Linked DNA regions of Zea mays: region 1 is linked to region 2. A link is a contact called in public Hi-C data. All regions are on one chromosome and are shown on one strand. Each heading gives the region's core, a stretch centred on a gene start, on an enhancer-like site or on the middle of the called end of the contact. The rest is flanking DNA. Distances are from core to core; before and after follow the strand shown.

Region 1 (3,290 bases), core at 137-2,636, 240 kb after region 2:
AATTATGTGTGATATCCTAGCCCCTGGGATGATGATATCCTCTCTCAATGCTTAATAGAATTAATAGAGTATTCATACCAACAAGGTGCATCTTCTTTTTCGGAAGTCTATCTCGAAAGAACCTTCAAGTTAAGCGTGCTTGGCTTGGAGCAATTTGGAATGGTGACCGACCGGAAAGTTTTCTCGGGTGCGCATGCAAAAGACTCGTGTTGGTCTGTGGGGACAATATATGATCCTAGAGAGCTGCCAGGAGTAAGTACCACCGGTCCAGGGATTGGACGGGGTGTTGCAGGTGGTATCAGAGCCGACCCTCGCGGTTTCACAGGCGTGTGTGTGTTAGGTGTTCGGGTATATGGCACATGGCGTATGTTGGCCCAGAGTGGTCACATAATATGACGACACTAGACACACAGACGTGGCTAAGAGGGGAGGTTCCTAAATTAGGATTGACCGACGAGGACGTCGGTCTTCTAAGGGGGTGGATTGTAATATCCTGACCACTGTGATGGTGATATCCTGGCCCAAGGCTTAATATAATTAATTGAGTATCTATACCGATAAGGTGCATCTTATTTTTCGGAAGCCTAGCTCGAAAAAACCTCTAAGTTAAGCGTGCTTGAGCAATTTGTGATGGGTGACCGACCAAGAAGTTTTCTCGGGTGCGCATGAGTGGGGACAAAGTGTGTACAAAAGACTTGTATTGGTCTGTGAGGACAATATATGATCCTAAAGAGCTAACAGGAGTAATTACCACCTGTCCAGGATTGGACGAGGTGTTACATTATGGGTCTGTCTAAGCCTATGAAATGTGGACCTGATGACAATTTTGAGAAGCTCGTTATTTGTAATGGGCTAATGGCAAATTGCCAAGGGTCCGGCGGAGTCTATGGAATGTGGGGTTGATGGCTATTTTGCGAAGCACATCCTTTCCAATGGCAAATAGCCAATCCCTTCTCGGACTGGCGCGTCGGTGGTCCCTAGGAGGAGGTGCGCCGCGGCGGCGGCGCTGATATGGGAGAAGGCGGGCGACCACACGCGTGCGTACAGGGAGGCAGGGACCTGGGTCTATGCGCGAGGAGGAGCATACGCAGGTGCACTACGCAACCTTAGGGTATCCAACAGAACGACGAATCCCCAAGACCCCCACCCCAATGCCATTGAATTAGTCGACGGACGCTGCAGGCATGGAATCTGATAAGATAGCGAGTCGGAGCGGGGCAGGAGAGGTGGAGCGAGCCGACTTACCAGACGGAGCGCAGCGGAACGGAGGCCGCAAGGTCACCGCCGTGTATTAGGGTTTGGCAGTCGGGGTCGGGGTCGGGGTCGGGGTCGGGAGGGAGGGAGGAGGCCGCCCGGTGCCGATTTGATTTGAGAGGTCAGTCTGGACTTTGGGTTCTGGACTCTGGACTCTGGAGGAGATCGAGGACGAGCCTGATTGACCGGTTGGGCTGGGCTGCGAGCGGACATTCAGTTGGGCCGCATCGGTCTTGGGCTCTTTATCCTTTTGCTTTAATTTTTAAGGAAAAATCGTTCATTTCCGTTTATGCTCAATGTCGATATCAAAGGGCATAGAATTGATTTGTGTTCAATACTAAACTAATCATGATATTAAAATGAGATGTAATTTTAATTCTATTGTTTGAATGTCATTGAATTTAAGTTTGAAGACGTGCCGTCTAATTCTACGCAATACAGAAGGGTGACACTCTGTATTACGAGATAGAGTTTCTAGTAATATTTCCATTCAATGGAATTGAGTCTCTGATTCCAAATCTTAATTTTGTGTGCAACCAAACAACAGAATTTTAGAAATATGGTTTCAATTCTCAATTTTATGCTCAAATATCGACATCTAAATAGGGTATTAATGGAAACTAGTGTCATGCCACTGTAAACAGGGAAAATGGTCGACGCTAATTTTTATATTGATTCGTTCAAAATTATATTATACATATCCCAATCATTTTTGTTTTTTCGTTTTTTGATAGATGAAAATGGGATAAATGGTATTGGTGTTTTTGTATCTTTTTTGTTTTCCACTTTTAGTCAAGATATCTCGTGTGTGTGTGTGTATATATATATATATATATATATATATATATAGTTTATCTATTAAGAGCCCTGGGCTCTATATAACTGTAGAGAGCCCCAGCCCACGTCCGATCACTTTTTACGCAAGCGAACAGATTTATCGTAAACGGAAACCCATTTTAGCGTAAACAGAGTAACAACCGCGAGCCCTACATGTTTACGCTATTCCATTCTTCCATTTATACATAATAGTGATTTAGCATAACTACTCCAGCCGACCCACGTTCCAGAAATAAAGGAATGGGCCCACTACCCCACTTCCCACGCGGTCAAACACTTCTATACCCTAACCCCCGCGCGGTCAACCATCCTGGCCGACTCGCCGCGTTTCTTCAGCGGTCGCCTGGGCGATTCTTGTTCATCCGCCGCCGCCAGTCCGTTTCGCCGTCCTCCACCGCCGCACGCCCTCAACATTAATCGCCGCCGCCGTTGACAGCATCGTCGAGCCGCTGCCGTTGTCAATCTTGCGCGCCCCGCGTCACATTGGCTCACGTCCGCGGTCGCTATGTCGTCCGGATTCCAAGGTGCTCGAGTTTATTTTTTAATTTTATGCTTTTCAATGCAACCTACTAATCTCCTTCCCCACTCTGGCAGTGTGAATCGCCTGCATTTGTCTCCGCGCGAACTCAACACTAATCGGCGTTGTCAACAGTCTCCGCGCGAACTCAACCCTAATCGGCGCCGCCGTTGACAGTGTCGTCGAGCCGACCGCTGCTGTAAATCCTCCGCCACTGCGTCCTATAGGTATTTCACATGCCTACCAACGGTCTTCATTGATCTTACTGTTCTTGTGCGATTATGGTTCAGTTATTTATCATAGATTCTTTAGGTTTGATAAAGGTTCACGGACCTGTTCTTTTGAACTCATTGTATGCTCAAATTGTGTGGGTGAAGATATATGCAATGATGTGAATTATACATACCTTTATGAAGTAGGGGTTGATATTTTGATGTGGAAACAAGTGTAGTGGGGAGGTTGAATTATGTACCGTGATAGACCGGACAGGCCCTTGGGCTTCCTTGTATGGCTAACTTTCTGCATTGATAATTCCACCGTTTCTCATAATGTAGTCTAGGGCCTCGGAGCATGATCCATGTTTGCATCCAAATTTCCTAGGTTGTTTCCATCTATCAGGTGTTGCTCAGAAAGTTTTATTAACTCCTTGTTTCGTATGAAGTGAGCTGCCTCTATGAGACCG
Region 2 (3,331 bases), core at 437-2,936:
GCCTCTCCTTTGCGGATGCTCTGGTTGCATGTAGCTGCTCCAATATCGGAGCCAAACTTGGGTCACTTGCCATCTCTTCCTCTATATTCTTCCTCTGTTCCTGATCTTCGGCCCTGGCTAAGCGGGTGCACCAAACAATCTTGAGACGGTTGCGCAGCAACAACTTAATGAGATCAAACTTCTCATAGTCCAAGAGCATGACAAGGCGATTCTCGACGTCTCTGTCGTCACCCTCGGCAATGATCTTCAAGATATCCTCAGCAAGCTTCTGGCTCTGTTGAGCATCAATGTCCCCATCCCCGTATGCCTGGGATATCTTCCTCTGGAGCCAGTAAGCATCGATGTCCTGAACATTGACGGTCAGCCCCTGATTGGCGTTCTGCATGTCATCGTCGTCTAACTCACCACCCATCTGCATACCTCCAGGACCATTCAACTCAGCCATGTCATCTTCCTCATCCTCATCCAGCTCGTCTTGCACCTGGTACGCCCAAACACAAACATACAGTGGTAAGCAAGTAATCAAGACAAGTAGTAGGATGGCAAGATGCCAAGATCAGTTAAACATATGAATTAACGTGTATACCTGATCAAAATCACTCTCCTCGTCTTCGTCTTCTTCAAACTCAACAGCAACACCAACATCATCATCCAGAGTGGTGTCCACAGCGTCGGCGGAAGGCGCACCGGAAGCATCACCAGCTGCCGCATCATGGAAGTCGGTGATGAGCTTGCCAATGGAGACAAGCTGATCAAAGAGCTGGCTGGAGATAGGGTTGAGCAGCTGCTCAATGTCCTTCTTCTTATCAGGGTTCTTGACCTTGTCATTCTTGAGTGTAGCGAGCACCTCATCAGCTGCCCCAGCAAGGACATCGAGGGGCTGGCCGCCAAGCTGCTGTTGGATGAGGCTGAGCAAGGCCTCATAGGCGGCACGCGTCTCCTTGGTCTGGGGCTTGTACACGGCGTCGTCGGTGAGGGAGAGGACGGAGACCTCCTGGGCGGAAGCAGCGCGGCGCCTGCGCTTGGCGTCGCGACGGGGGAGGTCGGCGGAGTCGAGCGCGGCAGCAGCGTCGCGCTTAGACTTTTTGGTGCGCGACTTGGAGAGCTTCTCCTCGAGCTCGGGCGGCCTGTTCTGGACGGCGCGGTCGCCGAAGGACCTGGGGTCGATCCTGCCCCAGAGCGTCTCGGGCTCTCCGGTGGGCTCGTGGGTGTCGCGCGGGCGGGAGTCTGTGGTGAGGACGAGGCTGGAGTTGGCGCGATACTCGTACTGCTTGAATCGCGCGTGCGCCTCGGCGCCACCGCCGAGGTTGGCCATGGGAGCTGCGGCGGAGGAAGGCGGATCGGAATCAGCAGGACAAGTTATCGAATCTGAAAACCCTAAGCATCCTCTCTAATATGGAGTGGAAATCGAAGCAGAAGAGGAGCGGCAGTGTGGGGCGAGAACAGAGATTCAGAGAAATATACCTTTGTTCGTGCGGCGGGTCGATGAAGGGTCCTCCTCGCGCTCCCCCGGTGGCGGCGGAGTGAGAGAGGTTAGGGTTTTGCCTTCCCCTCCCTGAATCTGACTTGATTCGATATGGTCTGATGAATAGAAAGCGAAGAGGGCTTCGCGGCAGAGTCGCAGAAAGCAGATGATGCTTGACGAGACGAGACGAGGTCGGTTGGAGACCGACGAACCGACGTGGGCTCGGCTGACTTTCGGATTTCGGCCGGCCCATTAAATGTTGAGCCCTAACCTTAGACAACAGGCCTCCACTTTTTCGTTAATTTAACACGGGTTGCCATGTTTTTTTTTTCTTTTTTGTCTTTAAAAATATTCGAAATTGAAGAACAAGCTAAAATTGTCAAACAAGAAATTGAGGATGAAAAGCTAAATTATGTTGGGGGTGCTTATTTGAATGGTAGGCACCCGTGAATTAAGGATGGTGTTGTCTTCCAAAGGGAAGGCAAAGAAAATACCAAGATTAAAATAAATGGCATGAGTTTCCCAACTTTGCGAAGGAAAAGGACAAGGCTCCAATTGCTTATAATGTTCATTTTTCTCATGCTCATGCTTCATATGCTATAACTTCACATGTTAGGCATATTGCTTCTCATGCTCATATTTCACATGGTAGAGCATCTCATGTTAGGCATAATGCTTATAATGATAAGATTGTTCATGTGCCTAAAATCAAGACTAGCAATGCATCAAATGGTCCATATATGTCATATCATACCTTTGATGCTTTCAAAGGATCATGCAACAACAACCATCAAACACATTCATGCATGGGTGGAAGGTGAAACCGAGAGAAAGCTCAATGCGTTGCACACTAATCATGGAGGAGAGCACCTCCATCAAGTTCATGTAATATTGCACCGATGAAGGGGTGCAACGTCAACTCATCGCACCATACAACCCTCGACAAAACGACATGGTTGAGCGTTAGAACGACTTAGTGGTGGCAATAACAAAAAGCATGCTGTCGGCGTTTTGGACCCGCGAGGACCCTCAACCGACTATTGAATTTGTCGCTGCGTGTCTCTGCCCAGATGGGTTGATGCAAGATGAAACACAAGAGGGAAGATGAGGCTTATATTATCTTGCACCGGGGTGCTCGTAGTAGGGGTTACAAGCGTCACGAGAGAGAGAGAGAGTGGGTCTGGCCCTGAGGTGAGCTGCCTGAGTTAGCCTCCTCCGCGTTTCTCCCACTCTGCCTGCCTTTCTCCGTCTTCTTTCCCTCTCTTCTCCCCTTAGGAAGGCCCTGGACATCCCCTTTTATAGATACAAGGAGATGGCCCAGCTGTACAATGGGGGTGTAGCTATGTGCTAACGTGGCCGGTGGAGAAGTGCTTGAGCCCTGTGTATGTGCTAACGTGGCCGTCGGAGAAGTGCTTGAGCCCTGTAGAAGCGCAGCTGGCGGTGCGGCATGGATCCTGTTGACGTTTCCTTGCTTCCGTAGGGAGCTGAGAACCATCGACGTCATGGACGCATGCGGGGAACCATCATTACCTGCTATCGGAGTAGTTTGATGTGACTCTGGTCTTGTTCCTTCGTAGCAAGGGGTGGCTAGCTAGCAATAGGGTAATGATGTATCCCCTGTAGCGTAGTCGACTCCGAGGCCGAGGTCGGGCGAGGCGGAGACTTCTCCTGAGGCCGACGCCGAGGTCGGGCGAGGATGTGACTCCTCCCGAGGCCGAGGCTGAGGCTGAGGCCTGGAGTCGGGCAAGGCGGAGACCTTCTCCTGAGGCCGAGGCTGAGGCCGAGGCCTGAGGTCGGGCGAGGCGGAGCTCCCTGTTGCGCCCGAGGCTGAACTCGGGGGAGATCGTGACTCAGTTTTACCCTGGT

What was found. Hi-C and Micro-C count contacts between places; a contact is called where the count stands out from the background.
Region 1: a contact with region 2 is called in a Hi-C map of tassel, with 2.9 times the contacts expected there. The contact joins the promoter of LOC101027165 here to the promoter of LOC103633484 in region 2. A contact is called at or near these places in 3 of 25 Hi-C or Micro-C datasets (leaf and tassel).

What each region holds. Positions count from the first base shown.
Region 1 is chr7:178,215,407-178,218,696 of Zm-B73-REFERENCE-NAM-5.0, forward strand. LOC101027165 (zinc finger CCHC domain-containing protein 10) reads right to left here and starts at 1,387. Exons shown (of 2, transcript NM_001279712.1): 1 at 1,246-1,387.
Region 2 is chr7:177,978,659-177,981,989 of Zm-B73-REFERENCE-NAM-5.0, forward strand. LOC103633484 (DExH-box ATP-dependent RNA helicase DExH12) reads right to left here and starts at 1,687. Exons shown (of 5, transcript XM_008655178.3): 1 at 1,465-1,687; 2 at 587-1,320; 3 at 1-481. The coding sequence starts at 1,315.